2 separate regions of the Mus musculus genome follow, and region 1 is linked to region 2. The links are chromatin contacts, called in public promoter capture Hi-C maps. All regions are on one chromosome and are shown on one strand. The core of a region is the stretch at or near the end of the contact, and the rest is flanking DNA. Distances in the headings are between cores, read along the strand shown.

Evidence for each region. Promoter capture Hi-C pulls out the DNA fragments that hold promoters and counts their contacts.
Region 1: a contact with region 2 is called in a promoter capture Hi-C map of embryonic stem cells, with 2.8 times the contacts expected there. The contact joins the promoter of 1700067G17Rik here to the promoter of Usp40 in region 2. A contact is called at or near these places in 3 of 39 promoter capture datasets (embryonic stem cells, liver and stem cell-derived epiblast-like cells).

What each region holds. Positions count from the first base shown.
Region 1 is chr1:89,013,014-89,018,729 of GRCm38.p6, forward strand. It overlaps 1700067G17Rik (RIKEN cDNA 1700067G17 gene), which reads left to right and starts at 3,100. Exons shown (of 3, transcript NR_040471.1): 1 at 3,100-3,359; 2 at 3,533-3,636. It overlaps Gm34194 (a long non-coding RNA gene), which reads right to left and starts at 3,165. Exons shown (of 9, transcript XR_003947921.1): 1 at 2,960-3,165.
Region 2 is chr1:88,005,637-88,011,085 of GRCm38.p6, forward strand. Usp40 (ubiquitin specific peptidase 40) reads right to left here and starts at 2,915. Exons shown (of 32, transcript NM_001198573.1): 1 at 2,802-2,915; 2 at 1,589-1,806. The coding sequence starts at 1,787.

The DNA of each region.
Region 1 (5,716 bases), core at 1,850-4,349, 1.0 Mb after region 2:
CCCATCTCCAGACTTGTCTCTCTTCTGTTCGACTGCATATTTCATCTGTGTGGTGTCTAGAAGCTATCCTGTACTCCTGTGACCATCCTGTGACCTCCTCTTAAAAATAACCAATTTGTGCCTCTTTTTGAACCTCGAAGTGCTTCACAATCAAATGCCAGATAAATCCCACAATGTCCCATTCAAAGTGGCACAAAAGGGCAGGAGGCAAGCTTTCTTGGTGGTTACAATAAAAGTCTCGACCATGTGATTTTCTACTTTGGGTTACCCGAGTCAAAGACACTTCTCAGAAAAAGCAGAAATGCTTGCCAGACTCACTAGGGTAAGTATTTCTGCCTTGTCAATGGCAAGATTTTGGAAATACAGAACAGCTTCACAACCAAGACCATCAAACTTTGTTTGAAGACTGAAGCCTAGCTCTTGAGTAGCTGCTTTAGGGACAGGGCAGGAGAAGAGAGAGGGGAGGGACACACACTCCATCTCACGAAACTCGGAGCAGTGCAAAAAACTGATGTCACATCTTCTACTTCTTTTTCTGTTTCTTATTGGGATGCTAGAGACCAAGCCTCGGGTCTCCCGGACATTAAGCGGCACTACCCTACACCTCAGCTCTCTTTTGACTTTTTCTGGTTCTTAGTCAAGATCTCAGAAAGCTGCCCCAGTTGCCTTCAAATTCCTGGTACATTCAGCCCAGGCAGGCCTTGAACTTGTGATCTTCCTACATCAGCCTCTAAAGTGGCTGAGATGTCAGGTCTCTATCCCAAGGCCTAGCTCTTAACTCCTTATTATAGATAAGGAAAGTGAGGCTCAAAGAGGTCCCATACCTTGCCCAAGGTCACCCCAAGCAGTAGAATCAAGATTCAATATTGCGTGTAGACTATGCTAACCGTTTCCTAAGGCCTTTTCAGTGGGACCAGTTACCAGAAGCAGAATCCCAGAATCCCAGCCTCTGGCTATGTGAACTCGCGGGTGACCTAGAAAATGGAGTACCATGCCAGAGAGAAAAGAAGGCCCCATGAAAGAAACAACAGAAGCCTATCCTCAGAAATGGCCCCCGCTCAGCCCTCAAAGCACCTGATTGGCTCTCCATTCCTCTGATAACTATGATGCCTGAGGAGGCTCATCCCAGAGGCATTAGGACTTCCAAAGCCAGCCAGGGTGAAAAAGGAAGCAGATACAGGGCCCAGGCCACAGTGGAAGAGAGGGCAGCCTCAAAGTAGGTGTCTTTTGTGTTCTGAGAACGGTGGAGTTACATTGGATTCATGGATAGAATATGGCAGAAAGTGTCTTCGGGGAGGAACAGGGTGGGAGGTATTATGTGACTTTTTCTGTTCATGTGGGGAGACATGAACCCCAGGTAGGGTACCATCGACAGAGCAGAGAAGCAATTCCACCCAAGCTTTAGGTGGGTGAACCAGTGGGCTTCCTGTGCTTTACTTACAAGAGCATGCTCCTTATAGAAGCATAGATGACTCAAAGCCAGCCCCAGCACGGGACTCGCCAGAGGGGCATCTTTGGAACGCCATGTACAGCTCTGGCTCCTGCAAAGAGTCTCCTCTCTCAAGCAATTTCTAATAGTATATTGCCCCGGGGAGAGCCTTATGAGTCCTGTAACTTTCTCTCTCCATCTAGGAGAGGGTGCATTGAAAGGTCTTTCCTTCAAAGAGAGGGTGCAATTGGGAGGTGACACCTACTACACAAATGGAATCAAGTCAGAATAGAGGTGAGGCCAGGGGACCCAATGTGGTATTCAGAAAATCAGAGCCTAAATCAGAGATTAGCACGCTCTGTAGACAGAGTGGGGGACTGGGCACTGGACTAAAATTAACAGGCAGAGGAGAGCACCTGGCAGGAAGCCCCCACTCCAAGACACCTTTAGCATAGCCAAAATTACCTCAAAAACACAGAGGATCTCCCTAGCACTGCGCCTGGTCAGCCAGACAAGGTCAGACAGGCATCCCAGAAAACATGTGGAAAACACTGACCAATCAGCACCGACTGGAGGAGAAACAAGAAAAATAAGTTGAAATCTACCATAACCAGAAAACACACTAAGGATCTAGCAATAACAATAGAGGTGCTTTATTAAGAAAATATGTTTCTCCTGGCTGTGAGTTCAGGATATGATGATCTAGGGAGGGTTGTATCAGGGAATAAAATGGAAACCAGAAGAGGAGACCTGGTATGGACCTTCAGCCTATGGGCAAACACAGTTGAGTGCACACCTCATGTATATACCATATACAGACACACATAAAATCAAATTGAAAGGTTTAATTAGATTCCATATATAAAAACGAAGTGAAGGCAAAAGCTTAATTCTCAGGCACAGACAGACTCTCTGGAGGATAGGGAGGAAATAGTTAAAGGAGGGGGGTTGGAGGGGAAGACAGCAGGTAAACAGGCTATTGTATGCTCTGAAAACGCCTTCTCAGCCATCACACACCTGCTCAGGATCAGCACAGGCAGCCGTTAAACTTGGACCATTTTGGAGAGAAACACAAGGGAGCCAACTACCGTCCCCTCCCAGACCTCCAATTAAGCGTGGCATCTGCTGAGTCATGAGGTCAGAGCACTCCTCCAAGCAAAAGTGCAGACACCGCCCAAAGTACCTGCGTGCCTGGGAGCTGTGGAAACTAGGAGAGGCACGGGGCGGTTTCTGTGACCAAGCCTGGGCAGGATATAAAAACTCAGCACAGAAGCAGGTCTAACGCGCAGGCAAGGAAGCTTCTGGAAGCCGGATAGGAAAGACATTTCTCCGAGTTGCATTAAGGAAAAACCAACCCCTACCCTCACCCTTGCCCCTGTCTGTCTCTGTCTCTCTAATTTCTGACAATAAAACATTTTCTCTGATTCGACAAGTTTTCTCCCTTCTTTACAGTTCTGCCTGGCTTTCTTTTGCTATGATAAAAACCAAAACTAAAAGCAACTTGGAAGTGAAAGGGTCTGTTCCCCTTACCTCTCTGCGGTTCCCAGTTTTGCTTCTGATTTCAAAGCGGTTACTCCACCCCCAACCTGAAACTCAGTGTTCCGATGTTCCTTCTCTGTTCCTGAATAAGGAAGCCTCGTGGTGCCAAGTCTAGGTGTGGACTCTTAACTGAGGCCATTTTGTTCTAGTGACCCTGGAGGGCGAACTCCATCTTTAACTCAAAAAACATCTGTCTTTCTTCGTCTCCCTTTTGGTTTCGACCTCCTGAAGTGCACGAGGTCTCCCCCTCTCCGGGCTGCTCACACCTCTTCCCTTCCTTTCCCCTCCATCTCTTTTTCAGACCATTGGCTTCTATCTCAGTAGCGGGGATGTTTCTCAGGCTCCTGGTCTACTCAGCCAGCAGCGCTCCATTTCTTCAGCATCAGATATGGTACTCACTGCCTTCCCATGCCCACGGTCCTCAACTCCAGCTCCTTGGCGGCTTTCCCACTCAGGAACCCTCTGTGGGTTCCCTCCCCTCCTCAGCAAACACTCTTGTTTTTTGTTTTTTGTTTTTTGTTTTTTCTGAAATTGCAGGTGACTTTCTATCCCTAATTCTTAGAGGCAGCAGGCTCTGGTGGTTCACTGTCAAGAAACTAGATGGATTCTGACACATGTGATCTAAGTTCCTTCCTTTAAGTGCCTTCTGGACTCCGTGAAATTTAAAGGCAAGTAAAACAAATAAATTTTCCCAGGCCACCTCAGACATATGTATCCTGTAGAGACCAGTGAGGGAGATGGAGCCTCGCTATAGTGACCCAGGGCATCGTCTAATAGAGATTTTTTGTGCTGGATTTCTTCTCACGCCCACAGCCAGCGCTAGAACACAATAACCAAAATATCTTGATTCATCCAAAAATAATCTTCACCTCAAAAGCCATTTTTAATTGGCAGATAAAATTGTATAAATTATCATGTACTGCATGCCATTCCAAAGTATATACACATTGTGCAATGAATAATTTGGTTAATTAATGTATGTGTTGTTTTGCATAGTTAGTATTTGAAGTGAGACTATATAAACTCTTAGCATTTTCTGAGAACATAATATGTATATTAACTATTACTATACTGGTGCTGTAGCGTGTGGTAAGTCTCTTGAAGTTACTCTTTATGTCCAATCATGTTTGTCTTCCTCCACTGACACTCCCCAAAGTTCCTCCTTCAACAATCCAGTCACCGTTCTACTCTTTCTCTGTCTCTCTCTGTCTCTGTCTCTCTCTATATGTGTGTGCATGTGCGTGTGTGTGTGTGTGTGTGTGTGTATTGAACTCATATTTTTTAGATTCCACACATCACTGAGGTCATGATGTATTTGCCTTTCTTTGTCTAACCTCTTCATATACCATAATGTCAGGTTCATTTAAATTGTCTCAAATGTTAGGATTGCCTTTCTTAGGGCTGAATAGTATATTCAATTGTGTATATATGTCCTGTTTTCCTTATGCATATTGCATTGATGGACACAGGTTGGTTGCACAACCAGTGTGAATAGTGAACAGTACTGCAGTGACCTCTCTCTCTCTCTCTCTCTCTCTCTCTTTCTCTCTCTCTCTCTTTCTCTCTCTCTCTGGGTGTGTGTGTGTCTGTGTGTGTGTGTGTGTGTTATTAATAGATGATATGATGGTTCTATATTTCGTTTTCTAGGGATAATTTCCCAATGCAAAATTATCTTAACTTATGAAAAGCAACTAATGAATATAATACTATGTTTCTTTACTGTAAGGGAAAGACCTGCACACTTTTGTATAAGTTGCTTTTTCTGTTTTCATCTGATGTCATATGTCCTAGTCAACTTTAATTGTCCAAACTTGACATAGCCTAGAGTCACCAGAGGTAGGAGACTCAACTGTTCCAATCAGGGATATTGTACTTGCTTGCAAGCATATCTGTGGAGGATTGTCTTGATTGCTAATTGGCTCACTGTGGGTAGCACCATTCCCTAGGCAGATGGTCCTGGGCTGTACAAGAAAGCTAGCTAAGCACAGCCTGCTGATGAACCAGCAAGCAGCAGCCCTCCATGGTTTCTGCTTCAAGTTCATGCTTGAGTTCTCACCCTGACTTCCTTTAATGATGGACTGAGGTCTGGAAATGTAAGTCGAATAAAACCTTCCTACTCTAAGCTGCTAAAGAATGCAACTAAAACAGCATATACAGTATGCCTTATATCCCTTACCATTTCATAGTGTGCCGCCCTTTGTCACAGGTACACCACTCTGTCAGAACCCACCAATTCCAAAGACCCATCTCATACTGACAACCAAAAGCTTTCTCAAGGCGAGTTTCTGGGTTGATTGGTGGGTTTAACATCAGTTTCGTTTGCATTGTGCTTGCAAAGATCCATCATTATCTCAATAGTGTCTTAAATATCCTTGAAACACAAATTAAGAATTTTATTTAAAAAATGCTTCGGAGATGCTTATTTGCCTAAATAAACTTTTTAAAGAAAAAGATGTACTTATTTATTTTATGTAGCTGTCTTCAGACACACCAGAACATGACATCAGATCCCCTTACAGATGGTTGTGGTTGCTGAGAATTGAACTCAGGACCTCTGGAAGAGCAGTCAGTGCTCTTAACTGTTGAGCCATCTCTCCTGCCCAACTTTCATTGTTTATTGATTTATTTAATACTGCCAAGAGAACTCACCTTGAAATGTAAGGGATTTATGGCAGGACCTTCCATTTTCTATATGTTCCTACTATCTGCTTTTTGCAACTAAGTATAATGTTAGTATAATTTTAATTA
Region 2 (5,449 bases), core at 1,665-4,164:
GTTTTGAGACAGTCTCACTAGATAGCCCAGGCCAGCCTTAGACTTTTAATCTTCCTGCCTTAATCTCCTGTGTGTGAGACTACAGGTGTGTGCCATATAGCTACTATTCAGTTTCTTTTTCTTCATTTTGTTTTGAGAGAGGGTTAGTCTCATGTGGTTTTGAACTTGGGACCCTTCTCTTGCTCCACCTCCTACATGCTCTCAAGTCTGTTCTTAAGGCTATTTTTTTTCTTTTTTTTTCTTTTTTTTTTTTTTTTTACTTTAAGTTGCCTTTACTTTAAGTTGCCTTTTAACTTCAACCCTATTAAAACCTGGAAGGTCTATATCCTTCTTCATTACTGCTTAGTAATGCTGAAAATTCTGAAGAGTAGAATTACTATCAGGAGGCAACTTTATATAGAGGCTGAGGTCAAGGACACAAGATACCACTCTGAAATCTGTCAGTTCACTGCATTAGAATGGCACACTAGATGTGGACAACAGTAAATATGTCCTAAATCGCTAGAAAAATAAGTCTAGCTCAGAGAAACAGAACATTCCAGAGATCTGATAAACGGTGTGGTAGTGAGAACTCGGCATTTAAGTACAAGCCAAACCAGACTGTCGTCAGAATAGACATGAGCTACATATTCATGAATATTTGGACACCGCCCCCCCCCCAATCCGGATCATGCACAGGTCAAACAAGGCTCATGCTGGAATCAAAGGACACAGAGATGCCAATGAAGGAAGCTGGAGTGTAGAGATGGGAATGGGACAAACATGTTGAGAAATAGGCAAGAAATAAAGGCTTTGGTGAAGACTGCCTGGCTTCCAGCATGTGGTTTCTGGAGAAATAGTCTGTCATCTCGGTAACTCACCACAGCCGTCTAATACAGCTAATCTGTGTAGGTTTTTGTTTCTGTTTCCTTTACAAAGCTCCTTACTTCAATTCCTTTGGGTCTTTGAAATTCATAATTTCCAGGTTTTTGAGTGATGAAGGAGGTGTCTGTACACTATTTTTCATTCCTATCAAGGTCTGGGGCAGACAATGCTAACTAAACAGATTAACATTCCTGTTGTGAATATATTAGTGTTCATACTCCTGAGAGAACTAAAACTCCCAAGAAGCCTCAGCCAGGTTAGCTTCTGAGGCCAAACAAATTCAGTACAGATCAGCTCAGAATCAGAGTTCTCTGAATCTCAGAAATGCAGATATGTAACTATGGATGTGTATAAATAATGTGACAACTTTTCCCACTGCAGAAGTCAAGCTGCATGTGTAACCCTGTCTTAAGTGACCGTTACTCTGGAGAAAGATGAGAGAATTCTCTTTATGTTGTATTTCAAATTATGGGAATTAGAAATACCTTGCCTTGTTTTTGCTGCTGTTGTTATGAAACACTACATCACTACACAGAATAGATTTTTTAAATGGTAAGCTTCATAATTTTCTTCAGAGAACGGCAAATATATGTCTTTCTTTGCAACAATGAAACACATATTGTTGAATCCACCTTAAGATTCGTTTTCTTTTATGTTTTTTTCATAACTAATTACATATAAAGCCCACGGTACATATTATTCAAATGCATGTCACATAGCATACCTCTGAATTCAGGTGTGAAATGAAGCGTCTGAAGAAGGGAGCTGAGGTAACAGGTTCCACCCTGATTTCTGATTCCACTTAAATTGGTGAATTCTCTAGGGGCAGGCGGCTCCAAACCTTTAGTCTTTAATTTCTTCCCTCTTCCATACTGACTACTTGACACACTGGAATAATCCTCTTCAAATAGGTTCCCAAACATGGTGGAACTAAACGCTATCCTTTAAAGAAAATATGTTACATAAATGTTTCCATTCTTTAAATGTACCTCCACCCCCAATTTTCTCTTATTATTCGAGCGTAGCTGTTTTGTTAAATCGTTCTTCAGAAAACACAGTAGTTTGTGTTTTGGAGAAAGCGAGACCTGACTTGTCTTTCCTACCTACACGGGGTCCTGATTAACCTGTGTGATCCTGGACAAGTTATTTTAGCTAACATTTACTTCTATGTAAAATGGGGCTGCGTATTTTTCATAGGTAAATTAAACCAGTCACATGACAAAAGAAAGGTTACTGAGTACAAAGGGCTTGACCCACAAGAACCGATAACTATTCTTGGATTCCACATCACTAAATGAGGGGGGGGGGGAGAGAAGGGGAGGAGCCTTCATCAATTATGAAATCTCAGCTTCCCCCATCCCTTCATACACAGTACCAGATCACAGCGTTTCAGTGACTTAACCCTATCACATTAATCTTGACAGTAGTTTCAGCACTTTGGCCCTAAACTAGAGAGCCAGGAGTAAGTACCTTGAGGAAGAAAAACTCTGGTCATTAGAGCCATGGAGTCCAATGGCCTTCCAAAACATACCCAGGAATCCAACTGCAGAAGTGGGGACCTGCGGGAATCTGTTCTGTTTCTTGTGTGGGGAAGGGACATTTGGGGTAAAACGCTGAGAACACTCTCTTAAGTGATAGGAATGGCCAAAATGCAGTTTTCTTCCTTCCCAACACAGTCCTCTGAACAAAAGCTCAAGAAATGGAACTCGCGAGGCAGGCCTCGAGCTAGCTCGCGGGCTGGCTTCCCGTCACGCCGCTCCAGAGGCCTTGCCGCCCACCAAGCCGCCCAGCGCCCAGGAGCGCGACCAGGCGCGCGTCCCCGCGGCCCGACCCCTGACGCGCTGCCAGCAGAGGCCCGGCGTCTCTCCCCAGGCCGCCGGCGTCGTCCCTACGCTGCCCTCGTCCCTCCCTGCGCCCAGTTCCCCAGCCCCACTTACTGCCTATAGCCCAGACCCCCGCCCCGGCCACAGCACAGAGTAAACGAACTCGCTCCGAACGGGCACCGCCATGCCGAGGAGGCCGTGTCTCTGGAAAGTGATTTCCAACCACCCACCCCCACCCCAGATGCGACTACACTTCCCAGGGTGCGTCGCGCCACGCGGAGATTTATGGGTAGTTATACTGCTCTTTTTCCAGACGGCTTACAAGTTAAAATTTGTATTTATTGCTGCCTGCAAAAAGCGTTGGAGCCACATTCTGTTAGAGCTTTCACCATTTAAGTGGAGTATGTATTTATATAGTCTCTGCTCTAGGATAACAAAAGAACCTTAAAACAGTTTTTCCTCTTCAAAGTATATCTCTGATACAAAACTTGTGAAAATGCTCTACGTTCTGTGAACCTTCTTACATCGCCTTCAATCCACCTTAAGTAGTTTATATATAACCATGCAAGCATGTATGCACACAAAACTGTCTGTCCTGCTGGAGCTCTTCGGATAGGTTACTTCCCATCCTTTGCACAGACCCCATTTGTATCTCCCTCGTCTCCTCCAACCTCTATCAGGATGTGAATGAAGGAAACAGGTGAAATCTAATTTTTATTTCAGCTGAGAGTTTAAGAGATGGAGAACAGGAATAAAGATGGAGGGTGATGGGGGTTGAGGGTGGCAGAGTCCAAGTGACCATCAGTCCAAGGGATTTGTCTTTGGAACATTTGAGGGAGGCTGGTGTGGCTAGAACGCTGAGGAAGTGTTGGGAGGAAAGGACTGGAGATGACCATTGGCTAGGAATAAGGGGTCTGGGCCAGGAAATGGACTGGGAGAGTACACAGCTCTCAGTACTCCAGGTGGAGGACCACTTTGCTTTTTAGCAACCTCCCCTTCACTTTGCTTTCCTGGCCATATCTCTTTCTGTCTTATGGTACTTTATCCTCCTATTTAAAAATCACAGCTATACCTTAAACTTTTATTCCCTGACCAAAACTCAACACTGTAAGCCAAGATCCACAGGCATAGGTGGCTTCCCTCTGGGCAGCTATATCCCCTTACACCCATGTGCTTGTTAGTTAGGTTTTGATTACTTTTTTTTTTTCTTGGTAGGTTGTTTGTTTTTGTACTTTATTTTGTTTTGTTTGTAAACGGGACACAAGCTAGGGTCACATGGAAAGAGGGAACAGATGCTGAGAGAATACCTCTATAAGATTGGCCTGGAGGCAAGTGTGGGGACATTTTCTTGATGAATGATTAATGTGGGAGGACCCAGCCCACTATGGGTGGTGCCAACCTTGGGAAGGTGGACCTGGGTTGTATAAAAAACAAACTGAGTGACCCAGAGGGAACAAGCCAGAGAGCAGGGTTTCTCCATGGCCTCCACTTCAGGTTCTGCCTCTAGTCCCTGCCTTGAGTTGCTGCCCTGCCTTGAGTTCGTGATGAACTGTGAGCTGTCTGAAATGAACCCTTTTCTCCCCACGTTGCTTTTACTGGTGGTGTTCATCACTGCAATAGAAAGCAACCTAGGACAGCCTGGCCTCTTTGTTATGTTCTGACTCATAGTTCCATTCTACCACCTGTCTACGTTCTCCTTCTCTCTCTGGGGTCAACTTACTGCAAGTGGCCATACCCCAAAGTTATCTTATCTCTTGGATTGGCTTACTTTCTGTGTACTTTCTCTAATTCTGGGCACTCAACTGTCCAATCCCTCCCACCCACCCCCATTTCTCACACTTTAGGTCTCTCCATAGACAGTCTTGTCTACATTTGTCTGACCCACTTTATTTTCTGTTCCTTTGTAGTTAAAACTGTAGTTCATCCCATCCTTTTGATTTCTCTTACACAATGAGGCAATATCCAAGAACACATCAAAACAATCATCCATCCTGACCAAGTAGGTTTCATTCCAGGGATGCAGGGATGGTTTAATATACGGAAATCCATCAACGTAATCCACTATATAAACAACACAAAGACAAAAACCACATGATCATCTCGTTAGATGTGGAGAAAGCATTTGACAAAATCCAACACCCATTCATGATAAAAGTCTTGGAAAGATCAGGAATTCAAGACCCATACCTAAACATGATGAAAGCAATCTACAGCAAATCAGTAGCCAACATCAAAGTAAATAGTGAGAAGCTAGAAGCATTCCCACTAAAATCAGTGACTAGACAAGGCTGCCCACTTTCTCCCTACCTATTCAACATTGTACTTGAAGTCCTAGCCAGAGCAATTCAACAACAAAAGGAAATCAAGGGGATACAAATTGGAAAGGAAGAAGTCAAAATATCACTTTTTACAGATGATATGATAGTATATATAAGTGACCCTAAAAATTCCACCAGAGAACTCCTAAACCTGATAAACAGCTTCAGTGAAGTAGCTGGATATAAAATTAACTCAAACAAGTCAATGGCCTTTCTCTACACAAAGGATAAACAGGCTGAGAAAGAAATTAGGGAAACAACATCCTTCTCAATAGTCACAAATAATATAAAATACCTTAGCGTGACTCTAAGGAAGTGAAAGATCTGTATGATAAGAACTTTAAGACTCTGAAAAAAGAAATTAAAGAAGATCTCAGAAGATGGAAAGATCTCCCATGCTCATGGATTGGCAGGATCAATATAGTAAAAATGGCTATCTTGCCA